2 separate regions of the Mus musculus genome follow, and region 2 is linked to region 1. The links are chromatin contacts, called in public HiChIP or PLAC-seq maps. All regions are on one chromosome and are shown on one strand. The core of a region is the stretch at or near the end of the contact, and the rest is flanking DNA. Distances in the headings are between cores, read along the strand shown. Region 1 overlaps Mgat5 (mannoside acetylglucosaminyltransferase 5). Region 2 overlaps Tmem163 (transmembrane protein 163).

Evidence for each region. HiChIP or PLAC-seq counts read pairs in DNA pulled down with a chosen protein or histone mark.
Region 2: a contact with region 1 is called in a FOXA1 HiChIP or PLAC-seq map of pancreatic cancer cells. The contact joins two enhancer-like sites. A contact is called at or near these places in 1 of 484 Hi-C or Micro-C datasets (natural killer cells) and 2 of 115 datasets of contacts at active chromatin or transcription factors (CD8 T cells and pancreatic cancer cells).

Annotation. Positions count from the first base shown.
Region 1 is chr1:127,230,496-127,236,239 of GRCm38.p6, forward strand. All of the region lies in intron 1 of Mgat5 (mannoside acetylglucosaminyltransferase 5), which reads left to right. Among named protein-coding and RNA genes, the nearest start is that of Mgat5, 28 kb to the left of the region's middle. Within about 2 kb of position 2,901, at least 68 of the 459 cell types and tissues checked have an H3K27ac peak or open chromatin away from gene starts, as enhancers often do. A contact at or near this core is called in pancreatic cancer cells, where this site is marked.
Region 2 is chr1:127,619,890-127,625,633 of GRCm38.p6, forward strand. The region is part of intron 2 of Tmem163 (transmembrane protein 163); the gene reads right to left. Among named protein-coding and RNA genes, the nearest start is that of Tmem163, 55 kb to the right of the region's middle. Within about 2 kb of position 2,947, at least 15 of the 459 cell types and tissues checked have an H3K27ac peak or open chromatin away from gene starts, as enhancers often do. A contact at or near this core is called in pancreatic cancer cells, where this site is marked.

The DNA of each region.
Region 1 (5,744 bases), core at 1,651-4,150:
TTGTTTATTTTAGAAGATGAGATAGTTTTTCACAGGTCTAAACTGAGCCCAGCTTAGGGAGTGGGCTAGAGGCAGGAAAGAGCCTCGTGGTCTCAGGAATAGATATGGACTGTGATCCAAAAACATGAGAGGGAGGGTGGAGGGGGAAGCATACTCAGGCAGATAGACAGACACACTGACCAACCAGTGAAACATGGCAGGAAGTGCATTTGACTTCACTGGCAGGAAACACCCAAAGAGGTGAATCCACAGAGACAGGAAGCAGAGTCCTCCTTCCCGAGGGCAGGGGGAGTAGGTAAGAGGGACTTTTTAATGGCCCAAGTTTTCTTTGGGGGGTTTGTATTAATTAAGTTTCCTGTTGTGGTGACCACATGACTTACAGTTTGAGGGTGCAGTCCGTTATGGGGGAGTCATGGCTTTTAGGAGCATAAGGAGCTGGTTTCCTTGATCTGCAGACTGGACGGAGACGTGAACACAGGCGGTTGGCTCACTTTTTCCTTTTAACTCAGTCCTGGATCCCAGTCCATGGGATAATTCTGTGCCCATTCAGGGATAGGCTTCCCTTTCTAGTTAAACTTTTCTGGAAACAACTCACAGAGACAGGCAGAACTTGTCTGCCTAGTGATTCTCAGTCGAATCAGTTGGTAACAAGGCTTAACTATTACAGGGCAGTGGAAATGTGTGGTGAACATATTATATACCGCTGATGCTTAATCTTTTTTTTATGATGCTGAGGATTGAGCCCTGGATCCTTTGCTGCTAGATCAAGTGCTCCAATATGGAGCTTGTGTATGCCTCAGCTCTGAACTGTCTGTCTCCTTTCAAAGGATCAATCCATATTATAGGAATTCTATTTCAATAAGACATTTGAAGGATGCACAAGTAGACAAGAACAAAGTGGGTCATCTCTTTCCTTGTTTGGTTCCTGTTACCTAAGTGGCTTTATTCTGATCATCTTCCAACCCCAGATGGATGTGTTCTTGTCTACTGGCATAAATGTTTGGTGAGATTCAGTGGTGGGAGTAAGTACTCCTTGTGCTTATTCAGCAAATGTTACAATAGATGAAAGATTGGTCGAGTCCGTGGATGAAGTTTTAAAACGATGGCTGAGGATGATGAGAAATGGAGGTAGCGGAGGACAAGGGGAAAAAAAAAAAAAACCAAAACAACTGTTACTAAGCTGGAAGGCCTGCTGAAGAAGACCAGGGCATGAGGTAACCTGGTAACTGGTGTTTCTATGGCTACCACATGCTCCTTTTTCCCTCACCCCCACCCCTCTGGTGCTGCTGAGGTGTCTGACTGCAGTAGAGAAGGTAGATTGGCTGTAGAAGGTGGGGCATTGTGCTTGACCACAGTGGTGAGACCGGAGACCTGATGGAGTGGAGGACTTCGGGAAGACTCGGGTCAGAAACCTGATGAATAGAGTGAAGAACTACAGAAAAATTTGGAAGGCAGTGGATGCAGAACTCTATGGAAGGAGAATAGCCCAGGAGTCCTGAGAGCCGAGTCCTGGACAGTGAACCAGGAAGTGTGCTAGCCACCTGGCTCAGGTACCGTGAAGGTCAAAGCCATTGGATTCCAAGCAAGAACAATATTGCAAGTCCAAGACAGTGGGTTCTAAAATTTGCCATTCATAAGAACCCTTTTGGATATGGGAAGAAGATAGGGAAGTGTCCATTTATTCCCCACTAAAACTAATGCTTTAAGATATAATTTCATAAATTGACAGTAGTATGTGTTTTGTTTTAAATAAATTAATGTACACTAGGTGGGAGCCTGTGCTTATATCTGGCCAGTGGGATGTATGACTCCGTCTAGAAAGCCTCTGGCTGGCTGGCCCAGTCCTTGATGGTGGGAGACCAGACTTAGTGGCTTGTGTAGACAGACACCATGCTTCTCTGTATCTCCCCATGGTTGGCAGCTAAGGCGCTCTTAGGGAGAGGCCATGAGGTTACCCTGCTTCTGGCTCTTTCCAAGCCTACTGTGTGGAGACCATCGTATTTACTTACTGACTTCTGCTATGCTGGGCATGGACTCCCCTGTCTCTAGACTGGGATTTGCAGAGATTCTTAGCCTTTTGCAGGTACTCAGTCTCGAGCCTACACACTCAGCAGAAGGTCTATAGTTTTAGATTCTAGCCCTCCTTCTGCTGTTTCTCTCCCTCTCTTCCTTCTCCTTCCCCATTCCTTGCCTTCCTTCTCCTCCCCTCCCCTCCTCTCTCCTCCCCCCTCTTCCTCCCTCCTCTTCCCCAATCCTCCTCCTCTCTCCTCCCCCCTCCTCCCATTCCTCCCTCCCCTCTCTTCTCCATTCTTCTTCCTTTCCTGCCTCCCTCCTTCTTTTCTCTGTCTTTCCCTCCTCCCTCACCTTCATTTCTTCTTCTGTGCCTCCCCTCCTTTCTTTCCCTCTTCCTTTTTTTTGTATGTACATTGATTTTTTTTTTATCCTTTAAGGATTACCACCCCTCCCCCCAACACACACACACACACACACACACACACACACACACACACATTAGGAACCCAGGGTCCAGTCTTGCTGAATTTTGAAACTTGATCTAGAAGTAAACCCTAAGCTTTGAGGGGTAAGTGGGAGCCAGTTTAAATTCTGGTGTTGCCCTTTGCTGCTGAGCCAGTTGGTTAACCGCTGACTTCCAGTTTCATGTTAAAAGTAGAGCAGGGAAAGTCTGGTAAGGATGTGTGTGTGTTCGTGTGTAATCAAAGGTGTGAACAGCACATGTGAAAATAAAGTCCCTTCCCGTCAGTAGACTCAGTAACTCAGGACCTTTGTCATCTTTCAAATATCCCTTCCCTGTGCCATTGCTTCCTGTACACTTGAGAGCAGAGAGCCTTGACTAAGCTTTCTCCTAGGCTCTTTCACAGGCTGTTTAGGTGTCTTTGATGTTGGCTCCTTAACCTTTGTCTTTTAAGTTCCTCCCCCCCAGTCGTAATGCTTTAAGGGCAGGTTAGTCTGTTCTTAGTCATATCCTGGTGTCTGATCATAAAACAACTCATTAATGTGTGTGCCTATCCTGTCCCAGCACACAGTTTGATAAGGAACTAACTGATTACACAGGGGGAAGAAATAAAATAATACTTCTTAGACTAGGCGTAGGGATCAGGTAGGAGGAGAGGGGGCAGGGGAGGGATATGTTTCAGAGTTATCCCCTTAGCATCATGGCGGGGAAATAGACAGGCATTGGGCTGGAGCAGTATCTGAGGGCTTTGCATCCTAATCCACAGGCAGCAGCAGGCAGAGAGAGAGAGAGAGACAGAGAGACAGGGGCAAGGAGACTCACACACACACACACACACACACACACACAGAGAGAGAGAGAGAGAGAGAGAGAGAGAGAGAGAGAGAGAGAGAGAGCGCACCACAGGGCCTGGTGTGGGCCCACTCCCAGTGACATACCTCCTCCAGCAACAAGATCACCTAATCCTAACAAACAATTTAGCATCAATTGGGTACTAAGCATTCAAATATATGAGCCTGTGGTGTGTGTGCGGCAGGGAATGGGGAACATTCAAACCTCCACAGTGTTCGTGGTGACATAGGCCTATAGTCCTAGCACTGGGAAGGAAGGAGGAGGGAGACAGACAGGGAATGCAAGGTCAGCTCATGGTATATTGAAAATCTGTGTCAAAAAAGAACACGTGAATAAATACATAAATGAATGACAAATAAAGCCAAAATTTTCATTTATGATTGGAATTTCAACATTGATGTTAATATTTGTACCCTGCCTGCCTTCCCTCCTTTCTTCCATCTTAGTCCCCCCTTTCTTTCTCCCTTCCTTTATCCTTCCATCCCTCTCTCCCTCTCTTTTCTCTCCCTTTGTTTCTCTTTTGCTCGAGAGAATGGTTTTGTAACATAAGACTCTTTGAAATTCTTAATCATTTAATATTTTTACTATTAAGATGGGATAATGGATGTGAACATCAGAATAATTGAAAACAAGAGCCTAATGCTGTACCTGCAATGTAATAGCTGTGCTATATAAAGTGTGTTGTCATTTTAAATTCGAATAAAGAGAAAAGAGGTGTTCATATTCTCTGCAGGCAGCTCAGCCTTCTGTGAAAAGGACCCTATTGATTAAACCCTTAGAAAGTTTAAAAAGCCCCCCTTTTAGCTCTAAGATATTGGCATTACTTATGATGGATGCCTACGAGCAGATAAAACGGTTGAGTCTTTTTGGTGGAAGAAGCCGGGATCTTTTCACAGCAAGAGGCAGTGGAAGAATATTCGCTGCAATTAAAAGCTGCAGTGTGAGTTTCATGAAATGTACATTTTTCATGCCTGAAGAGTCAGTTAAAAAAAAGTAATAGCCTGCTAGAAATGAAATGTGATGGGATTGAAGAGTTGTTGGTACCAGTTTCCCCTCCCCTCCCTTCCAGTCTTGAACCTGGTAGTGAAATCTCTGGTTGACAAATAAGTCCTGCCAGCCATCCTCTTCCTTAGCTCTTCTTCTTCTTCAATCCTGGAAGTAAACTTGACTGCGGAACTCCAGCTGTGGCTATGGCCATAAGGCCGGCTGGAATGTTGCATGCCTTCAGTTTGCCGAGGAACTGGTCCTGAGGCCACTTTGGACACTAATATCTGAGCTGCTCCAGTCCCTTCTGTAACAACGTACACCCCCTGTGCCTGAAGTTGATTCTCTGTTTTTAATACGTAACATAATATCAGTGCTTTTGATACAATATTGTGTAGGGAGTGTGACAAGAAAAAGAAAGTTCTATGTGTATTCAGGACTAGAGCCAAACAAGTTTCCTTTTCTCTAGGGAAGAGGGTTTTTACATAGTAAAGGCTGTGTAGCCAAAGGTGACCTTGACCATCTATCTCCTCCTCTTGCCTACACCCTCTGGGCTCCCACGGAGGGCTTATGCATGCTGGAGCTGGAGCTGGAGCTGGAGCCGGAGCCCAGGGTTTGTGATTGACCTACATCCCCGGTCCCCCAAAGCAGCTCTTTTCTTTTTTCCTGGATATTTTTCTATCTATGATTGGTTAAGTCTGTGGATGTGTTCCCATAGATACAGGGAGCCTGGTCTGGAAGTACCTTGATGATTGATTGTCCTTCAGTAAATATATAACTCATGTTACATTTTGCTGAAATCTCAAAATACTTCTTGTTTTCATCATGATCAAGACGAGTTGGTGGGTAACAGATACTCTTAGATCTTGTAACTTGGTGTATCAATAAGTAGGCACACATATTGCCATAATGCAATTATATCTTTAAAATATTTTGAATTTATTATTGTTGACACAGGGCATGCTCACTGTGGCTGAGGCTAACCTTAAACATCTGATCCTTGTGCCTCCACATCCTGAGGGGAGGGAGGTAGGCTTGGGTTAAAGAAGACTTGAAGACTTTGTGTCCTTCTTTTCTTTCAAAGAATGATACTCAGGAGGCTGGGGATATAGGTTAGTTGGTAAAGTGCTTACCTGGTATGCAAGAGGCCTGGATTCAATCCCAAGGACCCCCTACATCAGGTGGCACACTATAATCCCAGTACTCACTGAGGTGGAGAGCAGCCAAACCAAACCAAACCAAACCAAACCAAACCAAACCAAAGCAGTGGTACCAGGGCAGGGGAATGCTTACCTTTGGGGTCAGGTGATCTGAGAGACTCTAACCTGGGACTGAGTCTATTTCTGTCAGAGAGTAATAAAGTTTTTCCTTAAGGACTTCCTTCAGTGTATCCAAGCCTATTTTATTTTGTGTGTGTGTGTGTGTGTGTGTGTGT
Region 2 (5,744 bases), core at 1,697-4,196, 390 kb after region 1:
TTCATCCTTCCATCCTCTTTCCATCCATTTCCATTCCCTTCTCTTTCCCTGCTTCTCTCTCTCCCTCTCTATTTCAGACTCTTCCTCATTTCTCCTTTCATTTCCTACCTCCTCTTGTCTCTTTTCTTCCTCTCTCCCTACCCCCTCTTCTATCTCCCCTTCTTCTCTTCTCTCTCCCTACTCCTCTCTCCTCTCCTCTTTTCCTCCTCTTTCCTACCTCTCCTCCCCAACCCCATTCATTATACCTGCCCTCTGCTAAGTTATGAGACAGCAAGGAGACCTTACCTTGCACGTCCCTTCTGAGTCTCCAAAACTGTGAGGACATACATATCTGTTCTTTCTAAGTCACCCAGTCTCAGGTATTCTGTGATAGCTACAAAAAAGACTGAGACACAGACCCAAATGCCTGTTCCTCCCCAGACTTTATTTACAGGGAAACTTGTACCTATGAGCAAGTACAACCTGCCACCACATTTGTATTTCATGATAACAGCACCAGGCTACGGGCCAGCATCATCCCTCCATGTTCCTCTATGGTGGGTCAAGATGAACCTCTTGCCCCTCTATAAAGATAGTCTCAAACTGTGGTTTCTCACTTTTCCAGCAGGGAGACAGCAGCATTTGTTAAACTGTACATAGTGGTTTTCAACCTAACTAATGCTGTAACCCTTTCATGCAGTTGCTCATGCTGTTGCAGCCACCAACCATAACATAAGCTTGTTGCTGCTTCATTGCCATAATTTTACCACTGTTATGAATTGTAAATATATGATATGTGACCCCCATGGGGTTGTAACCCACCACTGTTCTAGACACTGTGATGACCTCGAGATCCTGTCTTACTTTGCTTCCCATTGCTATGACAAAACACTCACCAAAAACAGCTTGGGAAGAAAAGCTTCTTTTAGCTTACAGCTTAAATAAAAACCAACATCCAAGGAAGTCAAGGCAAGAGCCCAGAGCCACAGAATGAAGGGATGCTGACTATTGGTTTGCTCTCCATGGCTTGCTTGCTTGGCCAGCTCTTCTCTCCACTCCAAGATCACCAGCCCCGGAGTGGTACCACCACAGTGGGCATGGCCCACCCATATCAATTATTAGCCAAGAAAATGCCCTGCAGAGTTCCCAGTCTGATGGAGGCATTTTCTTATTTGAGGTTCTTCTTCCCATATGACTCTTGCTTATACTGAATTGACCCCAAAAAGTAGCACAAAGCTACTCACAATATACAACCTCTTTAAATTCTATAGAATAAGCTCTTTTTTTTTCCATCTATGAATTAAGCATTGAACAGATTGCATAAAATTAACTCTCACACATTCTTTTTTAAAGTGTGGGTGAGTGTGTGTGTGTGTGTGTGTATGAATTTATGTGCATAAGAGAACAAATTCCCCCCAAAAGTCAGAACAGGGCGTTGGGTCAGTGGAAACTGGAGTTCAGGCGGTTGTAAGTTGCCAGATAAGGATGTTGGGAACTGAACAGAGATCCTCTGCAAGAGCAGACATGCTCTTAACCACGGAGCTATTCCTCCACCTCCTGGAACACAGACTCAAGTTTAGTTTACCCAGAGGCCCCAGGTCCACACATTCTTCTGGGGACATGCACAACATTAAGACAGCAGGCTTGAATGGAGTCAGAATTGGAATTACATGACAAGATCCGACACACTCCTTAAAGGAGCTGTTCACAGGTTTGCTCATTTGCATGTATTCTGTTTCCACACTAGAAAAATCAGATGTAATTTCTCTTTTTTGGTAGATATTTTGAGCAAGTAGGAAGTGATTTTCTCCTTAGCTGAGTTGCTCTCAACAGTCAATGGCTACTGCAGCAGGGACATCACTTTTCTTCAGTAGTGTGGCCACTGATAAGTTGCCCCTGATCCCATAAATGACTCCTTACCCAGGTTCACACAAGCAACTCTAATTAAACTCAGTGGGTTTTTTTTTTTTTTAAGAACATTAAAGTAGGGGGAGGAAGAGGAGGTTTTTTAAAGGAAGAGTGGATAGTAGATTTTTTTTCAAAAGGGAATGGGGTGAATATGATCAGAATACATTATATGCGTCTATGAAATTGACAAAGCATAAATACAAAGTTAATTTAAGAGAAAGCGGTCTCTTTATCCAAGCTCTGTAACGGAGCTGAAGAGACAGCTTAGAAGCTACATTGCCTGTACCAGCCTGTGGGCTTAAGTTAGATCCCCAGGGCTCACACAAAAGGCCAGGTAAGTGGGTACACACTACACTTTTAATCCCAGCTAGGGAGGTAGAGCCAAGAGGATCCCTGGAGCTTAGTGGCCAGCCAGCCCTTAACTGCTGAGCTCCAGGCCAGTGAGAGGCCCTGCCTCAAAGAAGATGAAGCTTGAGCAACAATATATAAGGCTGCTCTGGCCTCCACCTCCACCTGCACACACATGCACAAATATACACATGAACATATACACACGCACACACAAGCATATGGAGGGGGGTAGGATAATATAATGAAAGAATAGGAGAGGTATATATTAAATGCAGAAAAGAGACTAGCTCACCCTGACAGAGACAAGGCTAATGAGGGCATCTGTCAAAAGGAGCTCTAGCCTTCTGTCCTGCTCTGTTTTTAAGACGATTAGTCACACAATATCGAAGTACGTACACAGGAGGGAAAAGCAGGCTCCCTCCGAGCATGACTGAAATGTTAACAGTGATTCATGCTGGGATTTAGGAAGTGAGTAATTGTGACTCTCCCCTTTATGGTTTTTCTCCTAGGAAGGAGATAAGGAAAGGTACAGGGAGGACTGGTTCATCGCTGCCTTGATACCCACTGGCCCTCTCAAGAATGCTGATATCCCATGACTGGAGAGATGCTTGGTGGGCAAGATCCCTGCCGTGAAATCATGAAGACCCTGGTTCTATCTCTAGCATCTATGTAAAAAAGTAATGGGTGTGATGTCATGGCATGTGTTTGTTTTATCAACACAGGGCAAGGAGGAAACAAGAGGACAACCCCCCACCCCACCCCCAGGCAGACTCACATCAGTGAGCTCCAGGTTGAGTGAGAGACCCTATCTCAAAAATAAGGTGAAGTGTGATAAAGACATCTACATCAGCTTCTGGCCTCTACATGTACACACACACAGAGACACACATACAGACACACAGACACACACACACACTTACCACATTACAAGCTTCATGAGAAACAAAAACAAAAAACAAAAAACAAAAACAAACAAGTTTCCAACAAGGCTTTTGCATCACAGAGGGTCTAAATCATCAAACGGTAACATCTTTAGGCTGGGCCTGGCACACGGAGACTCCTTGTTAAGCTAAAACTCCCTCTGGTTTCTTTGAGAACACGTGTAAATTAAGTCTGTGTAGCAATACTCCCCCAACACCACACATGCTTCCAATGCCAAGGGACACAGCTGGCAGCTCAGCTTGACGCTCTCCTCTGGGAATCTGCAGGTCTACAGGACTGTCAGGTCTCTGTGTGACCAAGTTTCTACCTCAGGTATCTGTGTTGCCTCAAGGCGACCCACAGAGAAGAATCAAGCAGAGGTTGGACTTCCCCAACAAAAGTTGAATTCTGTTCCTGCCTGAGAAGCCTTAGAGGGAGTGCAGCTTCAAGCTGGTCAAACTGGCTATGTTGTTTAGGAATTGTTAATACAAGTACTTCAAAGCCTGCTTCTATACCCTCCTGATAGGAATGAAGATATCTAAATAGACTGTCTTAGTTAGGACTATCACTGCTTCAATGAAACACCATGACCAAAGCAACTTGAGAAGGAAAGGGCTTATTCAGCTTCCACTTCCACACTATGGTTCATCAGCAAAAGAAATCAGGACAGGAACTCCAATGAGGCAGGAGCTGATGCAGAGGCCATGGAGGGGTGCTGCTTACTCGCTTGCTCTCCATGGCTTGCTTAGCCTGCTTTCTTATAGACTCCTGGACCATCAGTCCAGGGATGGTATCACCCACAATGGACTGGGCCCTCCCCTATCAATTACTAATTAAGAAAATGCCCTTCAGGCCTGACTATAGCCTGATCTGATGGAGGTAATTTCTCAATTGAGATTCCCTCCTCTCTGATGACTCCACCTTGTGTCAAGTTGACATAAAACTAGCCAGAACAGAGACACTATGCCCATCTTCACCTTGGCTACCAGACTACAGAAGAGTGGTGCCCCCAAAATTGGATTCCCACCTTCCAAAAAGGGAAAGGCTAAAACTTGTTGCCAGGCAGAGGAGGGCCTTGTCTCCCAAGAAATGTCATCAAACCATCTTGCATAAGAAACTGGAGTCCAGGCAGTAATGGGTTAGTAATGGTTGGGACCACATCATGGCTGAGACTGCTTAGCTATGCATGCCTCTTGCCCTCTATTTAAAACTAAACCTCAGATGGGCTTGAGGTGGGAAGCAACAGTGGCAGGACGTCAATTTGTTTCTCTTTCCAATGTAGCTACAGTAAATAAATCTCCCTCCTCCAGTTTTCCATGTCACTTGTCTCTTTAACTGACCTATTAAGTAAGATGCCTGGACCTAGCTTGGGTGGGTTGCCAGAGCCCAGGACCTGACCCTCTCTAACAACTTTAGAAACATGCTGGGTGGTCCCAAAAGGCATGGGTTTGTTGAGCAAAACAAACGCCTAGGACAGAACTCATTAGACATTCAAAGATTCATCAGATTCAAAATCCTTAATGAACTTCTTGCTACTTCTTTTAGAAAAGGCAGAGATAGTAACTGTGTGGGGGATACCCTGCCTTGGCTGTTTGGACCACTGATGTGTTGGTTCTGGATGAGTTTGGTGAGTGACATTGATAAGCCAGGGTCAGGTGCTCTAAGTGTGTGCTCCACAAGTCCTCAACTACATGGTATCCTTGCTACAATGCGTGTGTGTGTGTGTGTGTGTGTGTGTGTGTGTGTGTGCATGAGTGTGTGTTCATATGAATATGAATGTATTACAAGTACATGTATGTGCAGGTATATGTATATGGAGGTGTGACTGCACATGTGTGTAGAAGCCAGAGGTCAATCTCAGACATCATTCCTCAGGAGTCATCTATCTTCTTTTGTTGGTTTGTTTGTCTGAGATAGTTTCTCTCACAAGGGCATAAAGCCTGTTGGTTCAGCCAGGTTGGATGGCCAGTCAGCTCTTGTCTCTGTCTCAGCAGTGCTGGGACAGCACATACACCATCACAGCTGCCTTCATGTGGGGGATTTGGGACTCAACACTGGTGCTCACACTTGCATAGCACACACATTACTGAGTACAACATACAACACACACACACTGAGTCTATTTTGCCTCTGCTCATTAGCTTGGATAAGTGACAGGTGACATGAGCTGAATTCTAGTTTCAAATCTAACCCTAAATTCAAGTTCCTGAGGCTCAGAGACTCGTGCATGGTGAGTTAAGTTGGGTGTCTTCTCTGTCCTTTTGGGTTCCTATTCACTGGCTTAACAATACAGCGGGTGAGCAGTGGGGTCTCAGTTACCTTTCTCCTCTGAAAGACACAATATGAAGCAAGCATATCATTAATTGAGTGTATCTTAAACAAACAACTGACCCTCTGAGAGGCTGCCACAATAAAACTATAAAGAAAGTTGTGTGTGTGTGTGTGTGTGTGTGTGTGTGTGTGAGAGAGAGAGAGAGAGAGAGAGAGAATCACTTTCTTTTGGAGCAAGGTGGACCTGGCTTACATGTAGCCATTTCTTCATTCAGGTCTGCTGAGCAATTCAGCTCCTGAAAGACCCCTCACAG